Regions from separate parts of the Danio rerio genome. Here region 1 is linked to region 2. The links are chromatin contacts, called in public HiChIP or PLAC-seq maps. All regions are on one chromosome and are shown on one strand. The core of a region is the stretch at or near the end of the contact, and the rest is flanking DNA. Distances in the headings are between cores, read along the strand shown. Region 1 holds the start of znf76 (zinc finger protein 76). Region 2 holds the start of srsf3b (serine and arginine rich splicing factor 3b).

Region 1 (4,076 bases), core at 968-3,467, 120 kb before region 2:
TTCTTCAGCACAAATTCAGCTGTTTGGGGTAGTCTACACACATACTGGTATGAGTTTTTCTCTTTTATGTAATAAACAAATTGTGTTCACAGTAGTGTTGTCATGATACTGGAATTCGGTACCAATCGATACAAAAATTTTAAAAACAACCATTTTCCGCTAACATTTGAGCGCGTTTTTAATCAGCGCCGATTAGCCATTGGCTGTGTCTGAAACCGCCTACTACTCAGTAGGTACGGCATTTGAATTTACACGTACTGTTCGGCCGTTACAAAAGTGTGTTCTATAAAGTATGAACGTGAAAAGTGTGACTAGAATTCGGACGTACTACATCCGCCATTTTGTCAGGGTCACGTGACATACCTGCATCAATTGCGTTGCTTCCATTCATGAATTTGCTCGCGGGGCATTATGGGATAGCGCAGCATGCATGGGATGCGCACCCCAGAATCTCGCTGGATGTAGTAAGTCATCCGGGTATTTCTCGCATACCGATTTTCCAATTCTATGAATTCATACATACTACTCAGCTCGCATACTGATTTTAGCGTACTATATAGTACGAAAGTGAGCGGTTTCCGACGCAGCCATTGTGTTTAGGTTCTCAACAAAAATGACTGTGATTGGCTGTGAAGGTCATCAGTTCACCAAACTCACCGCTGTTTACTCAATGTAGCAACAGATACAGGAACACTGGAGCCTTTTATAGCCACGATTCATCAGCGGATCGCTCGTATGTCAGCTTATAGACAAAACAGCTGATCTTCGTGACTTTGAAACGCTCCAGTGTCCTATGGTATCTATGGTTACACTTAGTAAACAGCGGTGAATTCGGTAAACTGTTGACCTTCACGGAGAATCAGTCATTTCTGTAGAGCACCTGAACACAATAGCTAATCAGCGCCGATTAAGAACGCGCTCAAATGTTAGTGGAATATAGACGTTTTTAAAATTTTAGTACCGTTTGATATCGAATTCCAATTTCGTGACAACATTCGTCCACACGAAATTGCAAAAACACACTGGCGTCTGAAATTGTCACGTGTTTTTTTGTCTTGAAAAATTGAGAAAATCAACCCAAGTCTGACTGTTTTTAATGCGAATAAAAGTTTCAGAGGCAGTTTGTAAATGCAAATAACTCAACGTGTAGGTCATATTTATTTTTAAAGTGCAAACATTTCCGACTCAATACAGTTCACTGTGAAGTCAGCCAATCAGAAGCCTGAAAAAACGTTATTACTACCTGTGCTTCTTTTTTATTGTCGAATTACATTATTATTGGTTCTGGAAGAATATTAGCATACAAAGATAACGTAGAAAGTACATTTAAACGCACAAATACAGGTAAGCTTCCGCCAGACCTCATTGTGAAGCGATGCAGAATGCTTGTCGTAATCTTGTGGAATTCGCGTCAATTGGATTTTCCGCACAAGTTCCAGAAGGTTAACGAATCAAGTAAACGTGTAAAGAAAACAGCGAAAACAACGTAACAATTCAAAACAGCTACATGACGACACTCCACACTGGCAAGAGTTCGCTAAGTAATGTTTCAGAGTTATTAAGTGATGTTTCAGTGACCGATACAAACCACGTAGGGAAACGTCCGGTTATCAACAACATACGTGTGGACGGGGCCTTAACCATGTACTAAAAATTAAACTTATGTGAACATATGTGTGTTTACCAAAAGCAGACACAATCCATTAACAACCTCATAACAGTTAACACTTACAATTTAAACACTTTCCTATTGAGAAACAGTTGCACATTACAGCTCTAGCCAACATTTCTATCTTTAATTAACCACAAAAATACATTTTAAAAGAAGCATTTAAGACGCTGCAGCGGGAAAATACTCAAAACTGCCATGTTGTGTTCATGTAGCTCCCACTAATACTGCAGTGGTGTGTTTGAGGAGCTCAGGGACAGCGTGTAAATGAGCTGTGATGGGAATATGTGTGTTGTTTAAACAAATTAAACCCTCTTCAGTGCTGAACGCGGAACGCGCGCGGCCGCGGCCTCGCATTTGACACATTCACGCGCGCGCGCCTAAACACACACACAGAAGAACAGAGATAGAGAATGGTGTAAATGAAGTGTGTGTGTGTGAGAGAGAGTGTGTGCAGAATCTGCTGTGTGTCCTCCACTATCCCATCATTCTCTGTGGAGCAGCAGCAGCGCAGGCTGGGATACTCACCACCGCCAGCGGCCCAACATGCACTGCGGTGGACTCACGTGCACGCGGAGCCGCCGATCAGCAGAGCCGCCGCAGTGTGTCAAGTCCTCCAGCAGGGGGCGCGCGATGATTTGTATTCATTCATTTATTCACCTTTGGCTTAGTCCCTTTGTTCCTCAGGGGTCGCCACAGCGGAATGTACCGCCAACTATTCCAGCACGTTTTACGCAGCGGATGCCCTTAATAAATTGTTTTAATTAATTAATTCATTATATTAATAAATATTATAATATTAAATAATGTTATAGAATAAACTAAATTATTTTAATATATATTTATTGTATAATAAATATAACAATTATATATATATATATATATATATATATATATATATATATATATATATATATATATATATATATATATATATATTATTATTATTATTATTATTATAAATATATGAATTAATATATATATATATATATATATATATATATATATATATATATATATATATATATATATAAATATTATTATTATTATTATAAATATATGAATTAATTTTTATTAAGAAAAGTTTAGAAAACTAAACTAAACAGGGGCTTAAAATGTAAATGAAAACACAAATACACAAAATAGCACAAATCCAAGCACAGTGACCATAATAAATCAATAATAATCGCCAGTTATTAATATCATATTTTTGACATACATTAAAAGTTATTTTAGCTTTACAATTTTTGGATTTTTATTTTGTTTTAATAGACTTTAATAGATATATTTATGTTTAATTTTACAAATAAAATCAGATAAAAATGGCTAATTATTAGTGTATTTGCATTTATAAATACAACATTTTCCTAAAGTAAAATTGTAATTCATGACATAAAATCAGTTGTCTCCTTTGGTATATTCATAAAGGCCAAAAACAATATGTTTAAGGGAAAAACAATGTCTGGGTGAAGATTATTTGTGAAAACAACAACAGAAAACTGTGTTCAGGTCCAGAGTGTGCGCTGATATAAACACACAGTCATGTTGGTGTTGTTGTTTTAGGTTTATAAATATAACAACATTAAAAAGTCAGCATTTAAAGCGGATATGTTATTGAATACCAAATATTGATTTAAAAAATAGTGGTATTATTCAATGCTCTTTCTGCTTTCATTTTCTTCCTCGAAATCAACTTTTGGAAGTCACCTAAATACTAATAAACGGCAATAAATAATTACAAACATTTACATTTATTGTCAGGAAATTACAAACAATGATCGATAAATTAAAAACTGGTAATTGTTGCTAAATTGGATATGGTTGTGGCCGGAAGTTAACAAGAATCATTTTTATTATTTATTAAATTTCCCATTTATTGTATTTTATTTATTTATGTAGACTAAAAGAGAAAATAATGCACATTAATCTTGTCTCAGCTCTGCAAGTGCAATGGTACACACATACAGACATTATTTACATCTAACTATGTGTGTCTATACGTGAACTGCTAAAAACAATCAAAATAATGACCAAGTATATGTATTCTCCTGTTTGATCCTCACAGCGCCTCTGCTGGTCACAGAGAGCATTACAGCTGCTGATCCTCTTGGTGCGCCTCTGTGCTTTATAACCTGGAAGCGGAAGAATCGACCGATACTGGGACGTCACACGGGGTCACTTTCAGCAAGCAAATGTAAACCTTGTAGAATATAATTGAGCTGTACATATTAACTGTAATCAAAGATGCACCAAACATGTTTTAAATGGCTAATGTTAACGCTGGTATACACACACAAACACACTTGAAAATAGACATGCACAGCACTTTTATACTCACACACATATATATATATAAACCAACTAAAATATAAAAGTTATATATCACAAAATTATGTAAATAATTGGA
Region 2 (4,136 bases), core at 1,098-3,597:
GGATTTGATCCAGTTTCAGCGATCCCTATCGAAGAGATTCGTCGGGGTCAAGAAGCAGATCCCTCGATTTCTAAGATAATGCCCTATCTGGAGAAGCAAAGAAGGCCATCAAGACGAGAGGTGGTTGCAATGGATGCTGTGACTCAAATTCTTCTTAGGCAACTAGATCGTTTGAAGGTTCAAGATGGAGTAGTTTACCGTGTTTGCAAGGACCCATCAAGCACACACAAGAGGTTCCAACTTGTAATGCCTAGTAGCCTTAAGGCTAGAGCCTTAACTGGTGTGCATGATCTTGCTGGACACCAGGGAAGGTCAAGAACTCTTCAACTAGCTCGACAACGCTTTTTCTGGCCTCGGATGGAGCGTGACATAAGAGAGTATGTTAAATGTTGTCAGAGGTGCATATTGGCCAAAACACCAGAGCCATCTGCTCGAGCCCCACTTGAGAACATCAGGACTTCAGCCCCTATGGAGTTAGTGTGTTTGGATTTTTGGAGTGCGGAGGACAGCAAGCAACGCTCTGTGGATGTATTAGTCGTGACGGATCACTTTACAAAGTTGGCCCATGCTTTCCCATGTGTAAACCAGAAAGCAAAACAAATTGCAAAAAAACTGTGGGATCATGTCTTCTGTATTTATGGTTTTCCATCTCGCATTCATACAGATCAAGGGACCAACTTTGAAAGTACCCTCATCGCAGAGTTGCTTAAGCTGGCAGGTGTTGAGAAGTCGCACACTACGGCATACCACCCCATGGGGAACGGAGGAACAGAGCGATTCAATCGGACCTTGGGCAATATGCTTCGCTCCTTGCCTCTTAAGGAAAAACAGAAGTGGCCCGAACATATACAGACTTTGACATTTGCGTATAACTCCACCGTGCATGAGACCACGGGTTATGCGCCATTCCAGTTAATGTTTGGTCGCATTCCCAAGCTGCCAGTTGATGTTGTATTTGCGCAAGCATTACATGATCCTGTGATTGTTGATTATGGCAGTTACGCAAAAACACTTATGTCTTACCTTCATGAAGCTGCATGCATTGCGCAGAAACACACAGAGAAGGAGCAGAAAAAGCAGGCTAAGAATTACAATCGGAAGGTCAAGGGCATGTGTCTGAACGTTGGAGATAGGGTGCTTCTTGCAAACAAGAGTGAACGAGGAAAGAAAAAACTTGCAGATAAGTGGGATCCAACTGTTTATACTGTAAGAGACAGAAATCTTCAAACAAACATATACAAGCTGGTTGACAACAATGGAAAATGCAAAGTGGTGCATCGCAACCTGATACTGGATATTAGCTTCTTACCAATTGAACAATCTCAAGATGAAGAAGATACTCAGCCTACTGCTGAGAATGAGGAAACAGAGTCTCATGCACCAGAGTTATCCAGTTTGGAAGAGGAAGAGAACTTTGATGGAACGGAAGGATGGATACTTGATGGACAGGATGAGAGTGAAAGACAAAAGCCTGAAGAAGATGATGACATAGGATCCAGTTGTTCTAATCTAAGTGAAGGCAGTTTCTGTGAACAAGACCTTAATGCAACTGAAGTCAATGAGGGTAGTCCTGATCCGGTGTCCGATTTAGAAACTGCGTCCTTCGCCAAAAACTCTGAACCACGACCACATACATTAAATGATCCAGATGATAACACCATATCTAACGCACCAACACATTGTCCCACTGACACACAAGGTGTTAAAACCCGTGCAGGTAGAATGGTAAAAAAAGTTAGCCGCTTGATAGAATCTATGGCGCAAAGGCCATTTTATGTTCAGAGGGTTGGCTCACTTTTAACAAGGAGATCAGGATCAGTTCTTTCCTTATTTTAGATCAGTTTTGTGATGATGCAAAAATAACAATTAAGTATGTGCGCCGTAAGAATTTCAGTTAAAATCTTACCAGATTATTGTATGTTGTACAAGGCAGCATATTGTTCTAAGAATGTCTAGGACTTGATCAACCTTGGGCTTTTCTTAACCCGTTAAGTGGGTAACTTGCAATGTTGAACTGCGAATAAGATTTGCTAAAAATCTGGTTATGATAGATCGATGTCATCTCGGTCAGGATATTAGTGAAATTCAGGAGGGGTGAATGTGACGGGTGATAATAAGAGTATTAATTTAATGCATTTCACTAATAGTCCCTCCTTTTTAATTTTCGTGCATTTGTTTTGCATCAATTTGTTTAGACATATGTTAGAATTTAGTTTTTACTCTATATGTGTTGTTTAATGAAAATAGTTTTATATTTGTTTTGCGCGCAACGTTACTTCCGGTTGCCGCGCTACGTCACTTCCGGTTGCCGCGCAACGTCACTTCCGGTTGCCGCGCTGGGTTCTCAGACCGCATTGAGCGCGCTGAGGAGAGGTGAGCTTTTAATGGTGCTCCAAGGAGAATCGTTCTAAAAGTTGTCAGAACTTTAAATAAGCTTTAAATATGCGATTGTATTGTTTGTAAGAGTGTTCTATATTAACTAGGAAGTACTTTTCTTCATGTGGATGGATAAAATTAATCACTTTACTGAGCACAGTTGATTGAGTATGTGTGTATAAGTATGTATACTGGACACAGTGATTTCGAATGACCTTCTAACACTTTGTAACTGCTATTTATTTGTTAGGTGGGGAAATTTACAAACGAAATCATATCAACTTACTGTGCTGTTTTCTGATTCATCCAGGTATTGTTTTATGTACATTTATGCTTCTTTGTGTTTACATTTGTTTCGCAATTACATTAATTTCTAATATAAAGTTAGATAGGGGAAGATTAATTAATATCACAATGTATGGAAATGTAATCATTTGTTATTTTTATTTATTTACTTTTTGTACTTTTGTGATCTGTTTACCCAGTTTTAATTGGGTATGATGTTATTGTTATGTTTGCTCAGACCGCATTGAGCGCGCTGAGGAGAGGTGGGGAAATTTACAAACGAAATCATATCAACTTACTGTGCTGTTTTCTGATTCATCCAGTTTGCTCTGATCTGACGCTTGAGTGACAATAAACCCACCATCAGCAGTACCAGTGGCCTGTCTCATAATTGTACACAACGCAGAGAGTGCGAACACCGGTTACAAGTACAAAAAAGATTTCACAAGAACTTTTAATTTCACAAGCACAGTTAATGTTCAGACTATTTCAAATGTTTAAAGTGACTGACAATAAAACATATTCTTACTAATAGGAAGTAATCTGCATCGTTTTAAAACTGTACACACCTGTAGCTGCTTAATTAGGCTTACGACGCTATTTTTTAATACTGGTTAAAAAATAGCGTCGTAAGGTGGTACTTGGAGAGGCGATTTTTTTCTAAGGTGGTACTTGGTGAAAAAAGTTTGAGAACCACTGATCTATAGGGTACAAACGTGTGAATACCTCATGAATTAAATCTTCTCTGGGTGATCTCTGAGTAATTAAAGATGATAATGCTGAATCCTGACACATTACCACCCTCTCAGGGCATTATTCTGCCACCCATGTAAACCATTTTATAATGCAGTTATTCCTAGAATAAATGGGGTAAATGCCAAAGCATGCTAATAGGACTTTTAATTTGCCAGTTAACTGGGTTAATCGCTTCCGGTGAACTGAATGCCATTGCAAAACCGCGCGTTTAAGGTGTGTTTTCTTTAAAAATCAGCGATCTCCACTGGCTGAGTGATATCTGATATAAAGTGGGTCTCAGATTGTACAAAAAGCACCGCATTAAATGACATTTTCCCCCACCATGTCTTTATAATCAGAGCATTTATTTTATCCATGTATTTAATGGAGCTTCTGCGCTAGCCTGTGTGTGTGCGAGTAGACGGCTTTTTGTCTCGTTTTATGCTTGAGCAACTAAATGAAAGCCAAAGTCTGTTTAACTGATTGTATTTTAATGACATTACAACATCGACGCTGTAAAAGGAACCAAATAAAATGAAAAAAAAAACACAATAACAGATCACCGGAAGTTTATCAATGTGGGAAACACAATAGCTCGGCATATACCCTATTGATAATCTGATAATCTTTTTGAAATTCTTTAATATTGGCATGTATATGCCTGGAATTCCTGTGACTGGGTCTGTTAATCTATCAGTACAGATTTGTAAGTTTTCCTTGTATTTGATTTTAGGGAATGT

Evidence for each region. HiChIP or PLAC-seq counts read pairs in DNA pulled down with a chosen protein or histone mark.
Region 1: a contact with region 2 is called in an H3K4me3 HiChIP or PLAC-seq map of gastrula embryo, with 2.4 times the contacts expected there. The contact joins the promoter of znf76 here to the promoter of srsf3b in region 2. A contact is called at or near these places in 2 of 4 datasets of contacts at active chromatin or transcription factors (embryo and gastrula embryo).

The regions. Positions count from the first base shown.
Region 1 is chr22:755,291-759,366 of GRCz12tu, reverse strand. znf76 (zinc finger protein 76) reads right to left here and starts at 2,217. Exons shown (of 13, transcript NM_001077610.1): 1 at 2,198-2,217.
Region 2 is chr22:639,857-643,992 of GRCz12tu, reverse strand. srsf3b (serine and arginine rich splicing factor 3b) reads left to right here and starts at 2,347. Exons shown (of 7, transcript NM_001309473.1): 1 at 2,347-2,373; 2 at 2,627-2,686.